Regions from separate parts of the Mus musculus genome. Here all the other regions are linked to region 4. The links are chromatin contacts, called in public ChIA-PET and HiChIP or PLAC-seq maps. All regions are on one chromosome and are shown on one strand. The core of a region is the stretch at or near the end of the contact, and the rest is flanking DNA. Distances in the headings are between cores, read along the strand shown.

The links. ChIA-PET counts read pairs in DNA pulled down with a chosen protein or histone mark. HiChIP or PLAC-seq counts read pairs in DNA pulled down with a chosen protein or histone mark.
Region 1: an H3K27ac HiChIP or PLAC-seq map of DN3 thymocytes shows a contact between it and region 4, with 5 times the contacts expected there. The contact joins two enhancer-like sites. A contact is called at or near these places in 1 of 484 Hi-C or Micro-C datasets (bone marrow-derived macrophages) and 3 of 115 datasets of contacts at active chromatin or transcription factors (DN3 thymocytes, bone marrow-derived macrophages and regulatory T cells).
Region 2: a contact with region 4 is called in an H3K4me3 HiChIP or PLAC-seq map of the 230-238 cell line, with 3 times the contacts expected there. The contact joins two enhancer-like sites. A contact is called at or near these places in 2 of 484 Hi-C or Micro-C datasets (CD8 T cells and pre-pro-B cells) and 2 of 115 datasets of contacts at active chromatin or transcription factors (the 230-238 cell line and memory CD8 T cells).
Region 3: a contact with region 4 is called in an RNA polymerase II ChIA-PET map of memory CD8 T cells, with 18 read pairs. The contact joins two enhancer-like sites. A contact is called at or near these places in 1 of 484 Hi-C or Micro-C datasets (CD4 T cells) and 2 of 115 datasets of contacts at active chromatin or transcription factors (embryonic basal ganglia and memory CD8 T cells).

What each region holds. Positions count from the first base shown.
Region 1 is chr8:115,513,107-115,516,358 of GRCm38.p6, forward strand. No RefSeq gene overlaps it. Among named protein-coding and RNA genes, the nearest start is that of Gm39256, 130 kb to the right of the region's middle. Within about 2 kb of position 1,540, at least 18 of the 459 cell types and tissues checked have an H3K27ac peak or open chromatin away from gene starts, as enhancers often do. A contact at or near this core is called in DN3 thymocytes and regulatory T cells, where this site is marked.
Region 2 is chr8:114,814,131-114,817,255 of GRCm38.p6, forward strand. The region is part of intron 8 of Wwox (WW domain-containing oxidoreductase); the gene reads left to right. Among named protein-coding and RNA genes, the nearest start is that of Gm16118, 110 kb to the left of the region's middle. Within about 2 kb of position 1,426, at least 88 of the 459 cell types and tissues checked have an H3K27ac peak or open chromatin away from gene starts, as enhancers often do. A contact at or near this core is called in the 230-238 cell line, CD8 T cells and memory CD8 T cells, where this site is marked.
Region 3 is chr8:114,880,246-114,883,589 of GRCm38.p6, forward strand. The region is part of intron 8 of Wwox (WW domain-containing oxidoreductase); the gene reads left to right. Among named protein-coding and RNA genes, the nearest start is that of Gm39257, 79 kb to the right of the region's middle. Within about 2 kb of position 2,061, at least 79 of the 459 cell types and tissues checked have an H3K27ac peak or open chromatin away from gene starts, as enhancers often do. A contact at or near this core is called in memory CD8 T cells, where this site is marked.
Region 4 is chr8:115,232,523-115,235,723 of GRCm38.p6, forward strand. All of the region lies in intron 8 of Wwox (WW domain-containing oxidoreductase), which reads left to right. Among named protein-coding and RNA genes, the nearest start is that of Gm39257, 270 kb to the left of the region's middle. Within about 2 kb of position 1,744, at least 74 of the 459 cell types and tissues checked have an H3K27ac peak or open chromatin away from gene starts, as enhancers often do. A contact at or near this core is called in the 230-238 cell line, CD8 T cells, DN3 thymocytes and 2 more, where this site is marked.

The DNA.
Region 1 (3,252 bases), core at 290-2,789, 280 kb after region 4:
GCTTCTGTCTAAGAAGAAAAAAGATTTTTTCAGTTTGGGAAAATGAGATATCCTCTCTATCCCATATCAGTTTAGGTTGGCTTGTCTCTGTACAGCTGTCCCATGTTTCCAGAATATTCTTTAACTGCCTACTTCATACGGCATATAAGTATGTGCACCTGTGTGTGTGTGTGTGTGTGTGCACAGACACACACACACACATCTGAACTTGGTTGTTAATGGGCATGCATATGAGCACACCCCTTAATGTGGAATGTGAGGAGATACAGTGTGTACTGAAGCACTGTGGCCTTGGCGGATTCTAGCTGGGAGCTGGGTTTATTTGGGCCATATTGCTTTTCTCGACCACTTTCCCTGACCTCCCGCATTACTGTCTGTGGATTATTATTATTGTTATTATTATTTTTTTTTTACTGAGGGAGATGCTTAGGTATGGTCCGGAGGAGATAAGTGATTTGGTCAAATCGCAACTGCCAAAGCTGGAGATTCCGGAGTACTTTAATAGCTCTGGCTGACCTCTAAATGAAATGCCACCTTTGGTTATTAACATGTCTCTCTCTACTTTTATGATATTTCGGAATATAATTTGTCACAGTTTTTATCTGCACAGAGCAAGCTTTAAGCTTTTAAAAAATGTGAGTTATCTTTTTACAACTGCTAACAATTACACATCATGGACAGGCTGTTCTGAAAACCAATTATGAAAACCCTGGCCTGGAGCTGGTGTAGGGACTCTGGAGTGGTGCTCGCTGCTCTGAGTTGTAGATTTCTGAAACTTGGCTATGGAGCTGCCTCACCTTTAGAAACCCGGAGCCAGATGCCAGGTTTAAAAACGGCCTGCAGATCTGGGAGATAGGACAGGTCCAAAGAAATGAGCTGTCCTTGTTCCGTATGGACATCTGATAAGCAGGACTTGAGGCTGTTCCAGGTTGGAAGAGTGAAGGGTTTGCTTACTCTAAAAAGTCCAGAGATTATTATCAGGAGGGCATTTCTGGGCTACTGTGCCTCAGATCTTGGGAACTGCATTTGTTCTGCATTGCCCAGGTGCTGCTGCTGGGTTTCAGCTTAGCAATGACTTTTGCCTCTCCCTTCTTGTTCTCTGTGGCTTAGCTGAGGAAAAGTGTCAAGTTCCACTAGGGCTGCTCATTACTCTGTGTCCCCGTTCTTGAGCCAACTGGGTTTCAATTCTGGCCCTGAAACCCTGTTTGAATGATCTGCCTAGTGTCTCTCTGCCCCCAGCTTCTTCTTCTTCTTCAGGTAGCAGAATGGAATAAGAGATGCAGAACATTTTGAAGGATGCCCAGTGAGTCGGTGAATCTACTGTGGTCATTGTGCTATCTCTGTCATTGTCCTTACAATGCAGCACATGCTGAGGGGCACACCACTTGCCCCATGATCATCAAAAGACACAGGCAACTGGCTCAGCCAGGACAGCTTTCTTGCCAATTTTTTTCTAAGGTCTTATATTGTGGCAGTTGAGATTACAGCGAAGAGATGGCAGGAAATGGTATGAAAACCAGGGGCAGATTTTTCAAATATGAGATTGAAGGAAACATATGTGGTTAGACCACGAAGAAAGTAGGGCATAGAGTAAAATGGGGTGCCCTGAATGTGGGCTCACCCACTCTCCAGGTGCAGCTCCCCTCCAGTCCCTAGGGGGGCCCCTTGTTCCCAGGCACCTTCCACCTCCAGGAAGGGCTCTTGGGTCAAAGCACCTTGTATCACTTAGTTCCCTAGGGTTCATGGCAAAGCTAATGTGTCCCTGTCTCCCAGCCACGAAGCAAAGGCAACTTGAGAAATAATAAAGGGAAGATAGGCAGAATGGGGAAGGGGAGAAAGAAGAGAGAGGAAAGATGGGAGAGAAGAGAGTATAGGGATAGAGAGAAGGAAAGGGATGGGGAAGAACAGAGAAGAAGAAGGAGGAGGAGGAGGAGGAGGAGGGGAGGGGGAGGAGGGAGAGGAGAGGGGAAGAAGAAAAGAGAGGAGGACAGAAAGAAGAGAAAGAGAAGGAGGAAATTGAAGAGGCTATGAGAGAGGAAGAGAAAGATGAGGAGGAGGAGGAGGAGAGGAGGGGAAGGACAGGGAAAAGAAAGAAGTAGGGAAGGAAAAGGAGGAGGAGAAAGAATAGAAGGAAGAGAGCAAATTGGAGTATGGGGAGGAGGAAGAAGAGAAAGATGGGAAGGAGAAAGAGGAAGAGGCGGAGGAAGAAAGGTGGGGAGGAGGAAGAGGAGGGCAGGCCAAGGATAAGGAGGAGGAAAAGTAGGAAGATGTGGAAGAGGAGAAGAAGGAAGAAAGGGGGAGATGAAGGAGGACGAAGAGGAGAATGGGAAAGAGAGGAAGAGAAGAAGGAGGAGAAAGAAGGAAGTGGATAAACGGAGGCTCATTAGTTACCTACCTATCCTGGTTACAGGGTTTCATATATGACCTCACTTAAGCTATGTGGTTAGCCCAGGCAGGCTTTACAATATTCACTGAGGAGGATTTTACAGTGATGTGGGATGCAAGTTTAGTGGGGTCTGTGCATGGGGACAGGAGCGCTTGCCCGATGCTCACCCTAAGCCACCCATGCTAAGTAACTGCCACAGATGGAATGAAGATAAAGAAGAATGAAAACAACCTTCCCCTACTCCACCCTGGCAGGCCCACGGTTCTGAAGCTACCTCCCAGGCATCGGCTCCAAGAAGGCTCAGAACTTTTCCTGCTGTAGTCTTTGCCTGAGGCTGGGGATTTCCTCTGCTTCTCAATGGGTTGAACCATAGGGGACACCCCAATAACTGTGCACTGGCCCTCCCCTGGCAGCCCCTGCCTTCTCTTAAGAGAACAATTAAAAGACCGTCTTCCAGGAAGTGATTATTCTTTGTTCTTCTCCTCCTCTCCAGGACCACTGTCTGCTCCAACCTCAAGGGTAGAGCATTCATTCCCTTTGCTCAGTGTCCCCTGGCAGGAAATCTATGTAGAAAGGATGGGAGGATGGGAGAGACCCTATCAGGGCTTGCTTCCTTTACATTAGTTTGCTTCTGTCATTTCCCATCCCTCTCCCAATCTGCCAATCTGTTTTGGCGTGCACACACAGACACACACACACGGTTTGCTGGTCTGAAGCAAGGTTTCCATCGAGTCTAATCTAGATCTGGAGGCTTGACTCCCAGTGACCTCACTGGGGGCCTGGCTCTTCTCCACCCACTGGGATTCCAGAGACCAGAGTGATGGCTGGTAAACACAGAGGACTGGCCCAGCTGCTTCTGAGCTGGC
Region 2 (3,125 bases), core at 176-2,675, 420 kb before region 4:
TCAGGGACCTTCCGTGATGGAAGGCTCTCGTCCCTTATTAGAGGTGGTTCATTTATCTTAGGTGCCATCTTAACCGTGCAGGCAGGAGAGTATAATTGTAAGCTATAACAAAGAGTATAAGTAGTACTGAGCCCATGGTGATTTGAGTCAGGAGAGACTGGCCTGACCCGGGCTTGAGTCTCGGTGCCCACCATAGCCACCGTTCATGTTTCAGAAGAATTGGGCCAGTGTCATACACATATTGTTTTGCACTATCTTACGGTTCAAGGTTGGCAGCACATTTACATGTTGCCACAGATTACAATAAAAATGAAAGAAAGAAATTGTTCCTAGTAAGAAATAGACGAAGGCCGAGGACTATATCTTGGTGGCTAGCATGTGTGAGGTACTGGGTTTGATAGAGGGGAGGACATAGAAGAGAGAATATCCCAAGACCAGCACCCACATCGACTGCTTTTCCAAGTAGAAGATTACACACTGACTCTGCCCATTCCTAAACATTCAGTCTTGTTAACAGGTCTTTGTATGGATTGGTGCATCTCTCTGCCTGGAATGTTCTATCCAAAGCTAGCTGCAGGTCTTTCTTCTTCTTCCTCCTCTTCTTCCTCCTCTTCCTCTTCTCCTCTTCCTCCTCCTCTTCCTTTTCCTCTTCTTCCTCCCCTTCCGCCTCTTCCTCCTCTTCCTTCTCCTCCTCTTCCTCCTCTTCCTCCTCCTCCTTTTCCTCCTCTTCCTCCTCCAGACTGAGTCAGGCAAGTTGGCATCCTCTGTAGTCCCCACAGTACCCTCTCAAGTCATAGGACCATGTGATATCTGTTTACTAGCCTGCTGGGCATCATACACTGCCACCCTGAGCATGTGTGTGCCAAGAGATACAGTTGAGTCTGGCAGGAGCCCAGCATGGGAGAAGGAAAGTGGTAGAGGAGGAGCCAGGAGATAGAGCAAAAGTCTCCTGACGGCTCCCAAGACCCAGCCTACTGTAGATCCTCCCGTCATGGGAAAGATCATCACCAGGAATGTTTAGGAATAGTGCGACTGTCAGCAGAATGGTGGGGTGGGTGTCAAGAGCAGTGTCGTCAGCTGTGGAAGACATTCTCCAGACAATGAATGAGTGGAAATGACTTCACCCACTTCCCCTTCCTCACCAGGACCCTTGCATCACCTTGGATCTAGCATCACTTGTCACATATGTCAGGAATCAAGGACTCTGGGAGCAGTGTGGTCAGCAAAAGGCACAATTAGTCATGTGTGAGCGTTTTGTGTATTCCACGTAGCTTTCCCTTTTTTTTTTCTTTCTTGAACTGCTCCCCTCGAGGGAAACCCACTTCCGGCATGAGTTTCTTGATGGGGTGTTCTAACTAAGGGCTTTAGTCATGTGAACATAAACAGGAAGGTCCTCACCCCACCCATCTCACAGACCCGGAGCAAACAGACATAGACCACAAGTCTCACCCAACCTTCTCTGTTTCCTCAGTGTATGCCCTGGCTTACAGTCTAATGCAGGAGGGCCAGTTCCCAGCTTCCTCCCAAAGCTACATTTTTCTGTTTGTCTGAAATAACTCAGATCTCAGGAGTTTGCTGTTACATTGCTTCACAGAAATGAGTGAGTGGTGCTCTCTCTCTCTCTCTCCCTCTCCCTCTCCCTCTCTCTCTCTCTCTCTCTCTCTCTCTCTCTCTCTCTCTCTCTGGTATACTTTGGGTATAAGAAGGAACTTACAAATCCACTCCTTTTTCCCTTCTCTCTGTAGTTTGACAGATTATAGGAGGTGGGATGATATTTTTACGTACAAATATCCATTGCAGAGATCCTTTGGACATAGTAACATAGAAGAAAGCATATTCTTTTTGTAGCCTAAATCCTCAATACTGTTGGTATATGAGGATGTTGATTTCTGATTTTATCTAACACTTGGCATGGGAAAGGAATTTCACTAGCTACTACTAGCCTGAACTCACGCCTGCCTAGCATATCACCACTGTCAAGGAAAATAACAGTGATAAGTATTGTTTTGGAACCAACCTTTTCTAACTAAAAAAAACCAGAGCTGTGGCGATTAGGGTTTTATGCTCTATAGGAACAGTGATTGTGAAAGCTAATAAAAATATTTAAAAAAAAAAAAGGCAGAAGAGAAGTTCTACTTAGGGTTCTTTAAGCTGGAGTTCTTGCTTTCTGCTCTGTTTGTGTGTGCGCCATCCCTGTGTAACAAATCAGCATACACTTGGCAACTCTAGCCCATATCAATGGCTGCAGTTCTATAGGTCGAAAGTAAGGGCCCATTATAGCTGTGTTATCATCTCTGAACCTCAGGAAGACCGTGGGGCATCAGCTGGAGCTGCACTCCTGTCTGCGGACACTGGAGGGAAATCCACTGCCACGTTCGTTCAAGGTGTTGGCAGAATTTAGTCCCTTAAAGCTACAAGACTGAGGCTTGAGGTTCCTCTTCAGTCATAGCAGGTGGCTGCCGTCTGCTACCGGAGGCCACCCACCCGTGTCCCTTGACACCCCAGGAGAAGCAGCAGCGACCCACAGATGAAGTCCCTTTGAGGTTTGAATCTCCCTCACTTTCTCGACGCTGCTGTCTGAACACAAATAGAGGGACTTACGTGACTTGGGCACCGAGTTTGGAGCTTTCGATAGCATATGTAAAATCTGTTTAGAATAAATGCACTGACAGATCAATGCCTGGGAGAAGCCCATGTGTACACGGTGGGTCTCTTCAATGGCTGAATTCAACACGCTGTCTTCTCTGTGCCACAGAGTTCCCCACTTGGAATCATGACATGGAGGATTGCCGGGACCATCGAGTGAGTGGTTGTCACTTGTTAGCCCTGTGGTAGCAGACAGGCTTTCCACAGATACCCTCCCAGTTTCCCTTTCAGCTGTGCTGGTTAGGCACAGAACAATGTGAGGCAGGAGAAAAAAAATAAGCCTGGAGAGGTCTGGCATGTGACCTCTACCATGTCAGCCTTGCACAGTGCTCTGCTGAGATACGGTTTCATCTTAGAACACCCCTTCCCCCACAATTATGCTTGAACCCCCAGTGCAGCCAGGTGACATCAGTATGAAAACTGATACACCCATCCCACACCCCTTTACTCACACCCAGGAGGGGAGGTGCCTCTCCTTT
Region 3 (3,344 bases), core at 811-3,310, 350 kb before region 4:
TCCCAGGGACCACCTCCTTCTACGCCTGATAGGAAGAATGTGGTACAGTCAGCCTTGACATGGTCAACATCAAGATCATTAATATTATTATCTTCTTCCCTCTGTCATGACAAGCACTGGCTATCACATGAGAGAGAGAGAGAGAGAGAGAAAGAGAGAGAGAGAGAGAGAGAGAGAGAGAGAGCACTCTGGTGTTAGCTTTTCTATATGGCCTCAGTGAAGCCCAGTTTAGATGCCTTGGAAGCCAGGTCACAGAGGAAAACACCTTGTGTCACACAGGGCTCAAAGGTAGCTGTGGCAATGCAGAGGAAACCCTGACCTAATTGTACTGGTAATATAATTCTGTAACTCACCCAGCCACTGCAAAGGTGGGTGGACAGTTCCCCGTCCCTACTTCCCCCTGCACACCACCCTGAGGTCCTAGGAGAGAAGTCTGCACTCGAGCTGCAATTTTAAGGTGCCTCGAACAGGTCCCTGCTATTAAGAGTCGGTGGTTCCATGTCAATAGAAGATAGATATTAAATGAAATCCATGTTGCTGTTGATACAATCAGCCGCTCTCCAGCTCAGATGAAAGCTTCGATAACACAGAATGCAAGAGGAGGGAGCTAAGGGTTGTTGACTTCCTACTACACATCACTGGCTCCACTAGACACCTCAGAAACCTCAGCACGAAATACCTTGTCACCAAACCTGATATATCAATATGCTTAAGCATCAGACACTGAGAGCTGATGATTACAATAGAGGCATCCAGTTGGGGCATAGTCTCTGCTCCTGTTCTTTGGAATAAACAGGCTCCCGATTCAATGATGTTTTGCTTCTGTGGTTTCTTTCTCTTCCTGTTAGAAAATGTGGTGGCTGCTCCCCACCCCCCACCCCCACCTCCCCCACCCCTCACCCGATCACCCCAGCTCCTTTTGCTTACTGGAAGGGAACCTCTTTACTCCTGCTCTGAGACTCCCTTTAACCTTTCTGATTAATGGAAACTGGGGAAACAGTGGTTGACATCCAGAACCCAAGGGTGGTGTGGCTGTAAGGGCAGCATAGGGAGGTGCGGATAGGAGGCTCAGAGGGATCATGGGCAGCCAGCCTAGCCTACTAGACAAGTTAAAAGCCAGCGAGAGACCCTGTCTCAGAAGAAAAAGGAGGCTCATGGCCTGAGAATGAGCACCAAAGATTGACCTCTGACCTCCACATGCATGTGCATAGACGTTCACATGCACCGGCACTTGTGCACACACACACAAACATTCTTACACACAAAGACACACCGAAAAATGATAATTGGTGGATTTTTAAAAACTCCATATTTCTGAAATTCAAAGCATCCTTGCAAAATAAGTGCCCAACGACAGACGGTGACAAGAACAGGCCACTTAGCCTGGAAAGTAAAACGGGGAAGACATGCCCCACCCTCTCCACAGAAAAGGGTGCAGAAGGCCTTCAACCTCCAGGCCACCCTGTGATAACTGCTTCACGCAGTCAGAGCCAAGGCCTGGTCGGGGGCCCATTCTTCCTCTGGCCCTAGTTAGGTACCTACTGGGCTTGAGCTTACTCCCCTGGCCCTGAAGGGTACCGAGGAATGTGGGCTGACAGAAAGTGAATCACATGCCTTGAGTGCCTACCACTGCCACCAGATTCTACCTGATCCTCCTTGTTGCCCTATGGCGATCAGCCCCTTCCCCCTGATGGTGCAGGCAGGCTAGTCACCAGATTCCCTAAATGGAAGACTGGCTGCTTTCTAGAGCTTTTTTTCTTCTGCATGGGCAGAGGATTCCCTGTGGCCCAAGTGGACAGGGTGGAACAGGTGGCATCCAGCAGGCTCACCCAGTGCCTGTGTGGTATGTGGCTTCTCTCCAAGACACCTGCTCTGCTAATACACACACACACACACACACACACACACACACAGGCACGCTCGCTCTCCAGAGCTCTCCCACCACTCTCAAGCTCTCCTGATCCTTTACAGTAAACACCGCCCTCAGCATGTCTCCTCTAGACAGTTTCAAGATGAGGAAGGTGCCGTTTGTAGTCCCTATTAATAGATGGGCCACCTGCAGCTCTGAAGCTGGCTGGCAAGGGTGGAGTGACTTGCTGAAGGCCCCTGGTGGCTGGGGTTTGTCAGTGTCTGAGCCCAAGAGCTTGCTGGAGTCTGGCTTGCTTTTCTTGAATCTCGCTGCCTCCTCCTTATGACTCACTGTCCTTTCCCATCTTCCTTCCTTCCTTCCTTCCTTCCTTCCTTCCTTCCTTCCTTCCTTCCTTCCTTCCTTTCTTCCAGGGTTTTCTCCCAGGCAGGCAGCTTCAGAAAGGGACAGTCCTGCCGGCCTTGGGCTCTGATAAGATCTGTCTGGGCTGCCTTTGTCTGGGCTGTACCTGCCGTTTCCTGAATGGCCCTGTTAATTGCAATTGACTCTCACAGAATGCAGAGATTGGTGCCACTTGACACCAGATGGATGGCCATGACTTTTCCAGGTGCCCCAATGCAGGCTGGAGGGGAGAGGGGGGAGGGAGGAGGGGGGCAGGGCACTGGAGCGAATCCAGTTACAATAAAGTGCATCAGAACTGGAACTGGGCAGCTTTTTTGTTTCCTCTCTCTTCCTACTCACCGCCTCCATAGTGAAAGGACTGTAAAAGAACTCTGGAGTTCCTCTGGAGAGGTGGTGGAGAGTTAATTTCCTGCTGTAGCAGGCTTCTTGTCCTTTATCAGCTTCTAGCAGCCCTGGGCTAAATAGAAAACCCATTTTAGTGGTAGACAGACTGAGGCTGAAGAACCAGCCTGCTGTCCGATGTGCGTATTTGTTGTTTATTGGGTGGTACGGTGGGAGTGGAATAGGGACTGGGAACCGAGAGCCGGTTCAGCTGAGAGCCCCAAGGCCCCTGGAGGCCTTCTGTCGTCACCTGCTCCAACCCACGGAACTTCAGGCAGGGCATCAACGTGGCAGATGGGAGGCCCTGGTTCCAACAGTCCCCATAGATCATTTTGTAGGACCCTCCCATCAAATCTGTGGGGTCGGAATTATCCTGTCATTCTGTACATGAGAAAACCAAAGCTTGTGAAAGGTAATGTGTGTGTGTGTGTGTGTGTGTGTGTGTGTGTGTGTGTGTGTGTGTGAGAGAGAGAGAGAGAGAGAGAGAGAGAGCATACTCACATGATCCTGTTCAAGGTCACATGACGGTTCATTAGCAAACTGAGTAAACTCCTGTTAGTTCTAAGGACAGTTGCCCTGGGTTCCAGAAACACAGTGGTTTTCTCCGATTGAGCTGTGTGGTCAGGGCCAAGGCAGAGCAGGGACCTTATGGCCATTGGAAAAATCAAAAAAGAGGATTTTTTGGGTGTTTTTG
Region 4 (3,201 bases), core at 494-2,993:
TTAGGTCCACATGAAACAAAGGCAGGGTAAGCCAAGCACTGGGGTGTGGTCTCAGAGCAAGCCTGGTTGATGAGCAGCAACACTTTCCATCAGAGACTGAAGAAGAGGCTGACCTCAAGGCCACCAACATCCTCTGAGCCTATGTAGATGCTACAGAATCAGACCAAGGGATGCAGTGTTGTCTCTGGGGGTTTCTTTTCGAAAGTAAAAGGGTTTTTGTTTTTCTAGCCCAGTCTCGTGGAGACCACTCTAGTTTCCATTTTTCTCAGATGATAATATCTACAGAGAGGGTCCTCCAATTGTGGGTATATCACTTCTCTAACATGTGGCCCATGTTTAGAACCACACAATACTTATTAATCACCACAATTAGTATCTCTTGTGGGCTGCTGAGATTACCCTCTGCTGAACTCCCAACATTCAAAGAGAATTCACCACAATCCCCCCAATGAACAGTGACAGCAATGAAGGCCCATGAGGCTCCCTTTTAAAGCTGAATGGGCACACAGTTTACCTTCCCCCTTCAAAGGAGACCCTGTGTTGTGTAGCTTTTCAGTTTACTTTTCTTCCTAATGCTAAACTTGGGGAGCGAGCATGATGAACTCAACATATCCTGAACATAACCACTATCAGCCAGGGGATCAAGTCCAATTAGCTTGGCACCCCCATACCCTTCTAAAATTCAATGTACAAGGTGCACACAAAAATCGCGTTTTCAGGAAGTCATCTGGAAGGTGAAGACAGGAGATGTCTCTGTCATGTTCTAGCTGCCTAGCAGACTTATTAACCTTAAATTGTTTTATTTCTAACAACATGTATGCCTATGGGAGATAGGCACGTGTGCACAGGTGTTCTCAGAGGCCAGAGACAATGGAACTCCCGGAGCTGGAGTTACAGGTGGTTGTGAGCTGCCTGCAGTGGCTGCTGGGAGCCGAACTCAGGTCCTCTGCAAGAGCAGTGTGCACTTTTAACTTCTGAGCCAGCCATCTCTCTAGCTTCTGACCCTTTCCCTATCTGTAGAGTATGCCTTGTAAGCATGGAGACCTGCATTTGATCTCAGGACCCATGCTTTTAAAAAAAATGCCAGGGATGGTGACAGATGCTTATGGTCCCAAGTTGAGGAGGTGGAGGCCAATGGATCCTTGGAGCTTGTGGGTTAGCATAGAAGAATTGAAGAGCCCCAGGACTCAGTGAGAGACCCAGCCTCAAAACAAAGCCCCCACTCCCACCCCCAACAAAATAAACTCCCAAACAGCATGAATATATGAGTGCCTAAAGAATGACATTGGAAGTTCACACACACGCAAGGTAGGGCACACAAGCACACTCACTCGATGGTAGGACTCCACCTTTCTATACTCAAACTAGGGGTTGCCTCTGGCTAGGATCTTTGAATTGTCGCACTAGCTCAGTATTTTTCCGGTCTCTCAAGCTTCCAGGAAGAGTGAACCCATTATCCATTTTAGTCTGGAGGACCCTGAGAAACTTCACAGAAAAAGCATGTTTTCCCCTGGAAGGCTGTTTTGAGAAGGGCACCATCGTGCACTCACTGGATGGCCCCTGTTGACATGCCGACTCTGGGGGTGGTTCAGCAGGGGATCTGGGTGCCTGAGAAAAGGAGTGAAGAAATTTTTAAAAAAAGTAAGAAACCAACCGAGAAAACCCAAGAGAAACCGAAAGACTGCACGCTGGAACAAAAGGGAGGGGGCAGCCAGCCTCAGGACCTGGGCGGTTAAGGAACTGGCTTCGACAGGAAGTGGGCAGGAGGCTGTTTTCAGTACACTCATGGGAACTGAGCTGGAAAGTGCTGTGGTGAGGGTCTGTGGAAAAAGAGGGCTCTAATCAAGCTATAAATATCTGTTGCTTTGAAGTTTTATGACCAACAATTAATGTTACTGGAAGGCACATCAAGAGCTATTTCTTAACTTGGTGGGTCTGAGTGGGCCAGGGTCAGGGTATGAGTCTAGCCTCATGGGAGGCTGTCCTTACACATTCCTCCCTCTCTCTCTCTCTCTCTCTCTCTCTCTCTCTCTCTCTCTCTGCTATAAAATAGTACACAGGTGTCTAGAGGCATACACCACAGTTCATGGTCATCTAGCCCAACCATCCATCCATCCATCCATCATCCATCCATCCATCCATCCATCCATCCATCCATCTATCATCCATCCATCCACCCACCCATCCCTTCGATCATTAATATGTGTTTATTCAAGATCATATTCAGTAAGGAACAGCTAGACAAAACCCTTGAGGCAGGGTGGAGGTTTGGGGAATGCACTTTCTTTTAGTTGGGAAAGGAGAAAACAAATAAAAAAATCATGTCTGGGAATGAGAAGTGCTCTCAACCATTCAGAAGTCTGTGCTAAAAACTAGAAGCTCACTCTAGAGGCTGTGCGAAGGAACCTTTTCTGTGGGAAGTTGCTGCAAACAGAGGCAGAGGCAGAGTATAGTGGAGCAGGGAGCCACCAAGTACCAAAGTTCTGGGGCGTGTGCATCAGTGGACCTCAGGATTCAGGAGTCCTGGCCACTGCTTGCTCTGAAAGTCTTGAACGGGCTGTGGATTGTTCCCAGTTATACACTAAGAGCTCCCTAAGGTCTTATTTGGTTGTGCCAAATGTCAGCTTATCATTTCTGTAATATGCTGCCCTCGAACTTGAATTTTCTCCCACTATAACAAAACAATGGCAGAACTCGTCGAATCCCATTCAACCCCTCATCTCCTGCTTTCAGGCACACACTGATTTGTACGCTCACTGTGGCCTCAGTAGTAGGCTTCTGTCTGGAATCACATTTGTGCTCTTCCATAGGTTCAGGAGCACAGTTCTTTGTTCCCCACTGTAGGTCTATCTTCATGAGGGAAGACATCAGGAGTTGTGGGAATCTAGGATCTTGGCTTCTGGAACCTGAGATGACCCGGCAAAAGGTCATAGCACAATCTGGAAATGTTTGACCTTTGCAAAGGAGTACCTGAAAGGTACCTTCTAGTGCCTGACTCAGTGGTGCCCACCTAAGAATGCTCTTACTCATTTGATAGAGCAGCTCACTGAAAATCTCGGATAGAACAACGTCTGTTTTTCAGTGTGGACGTCTCCACTTGTGGGATAGCATTTTCTCCTTAAAGGAGTGCATAATTCAAATAACTTCCTTTTCAGGTTCTCTCTCTCTCTCTCTCTCTCTCTCTCTCTGTCTCTCTCTGTC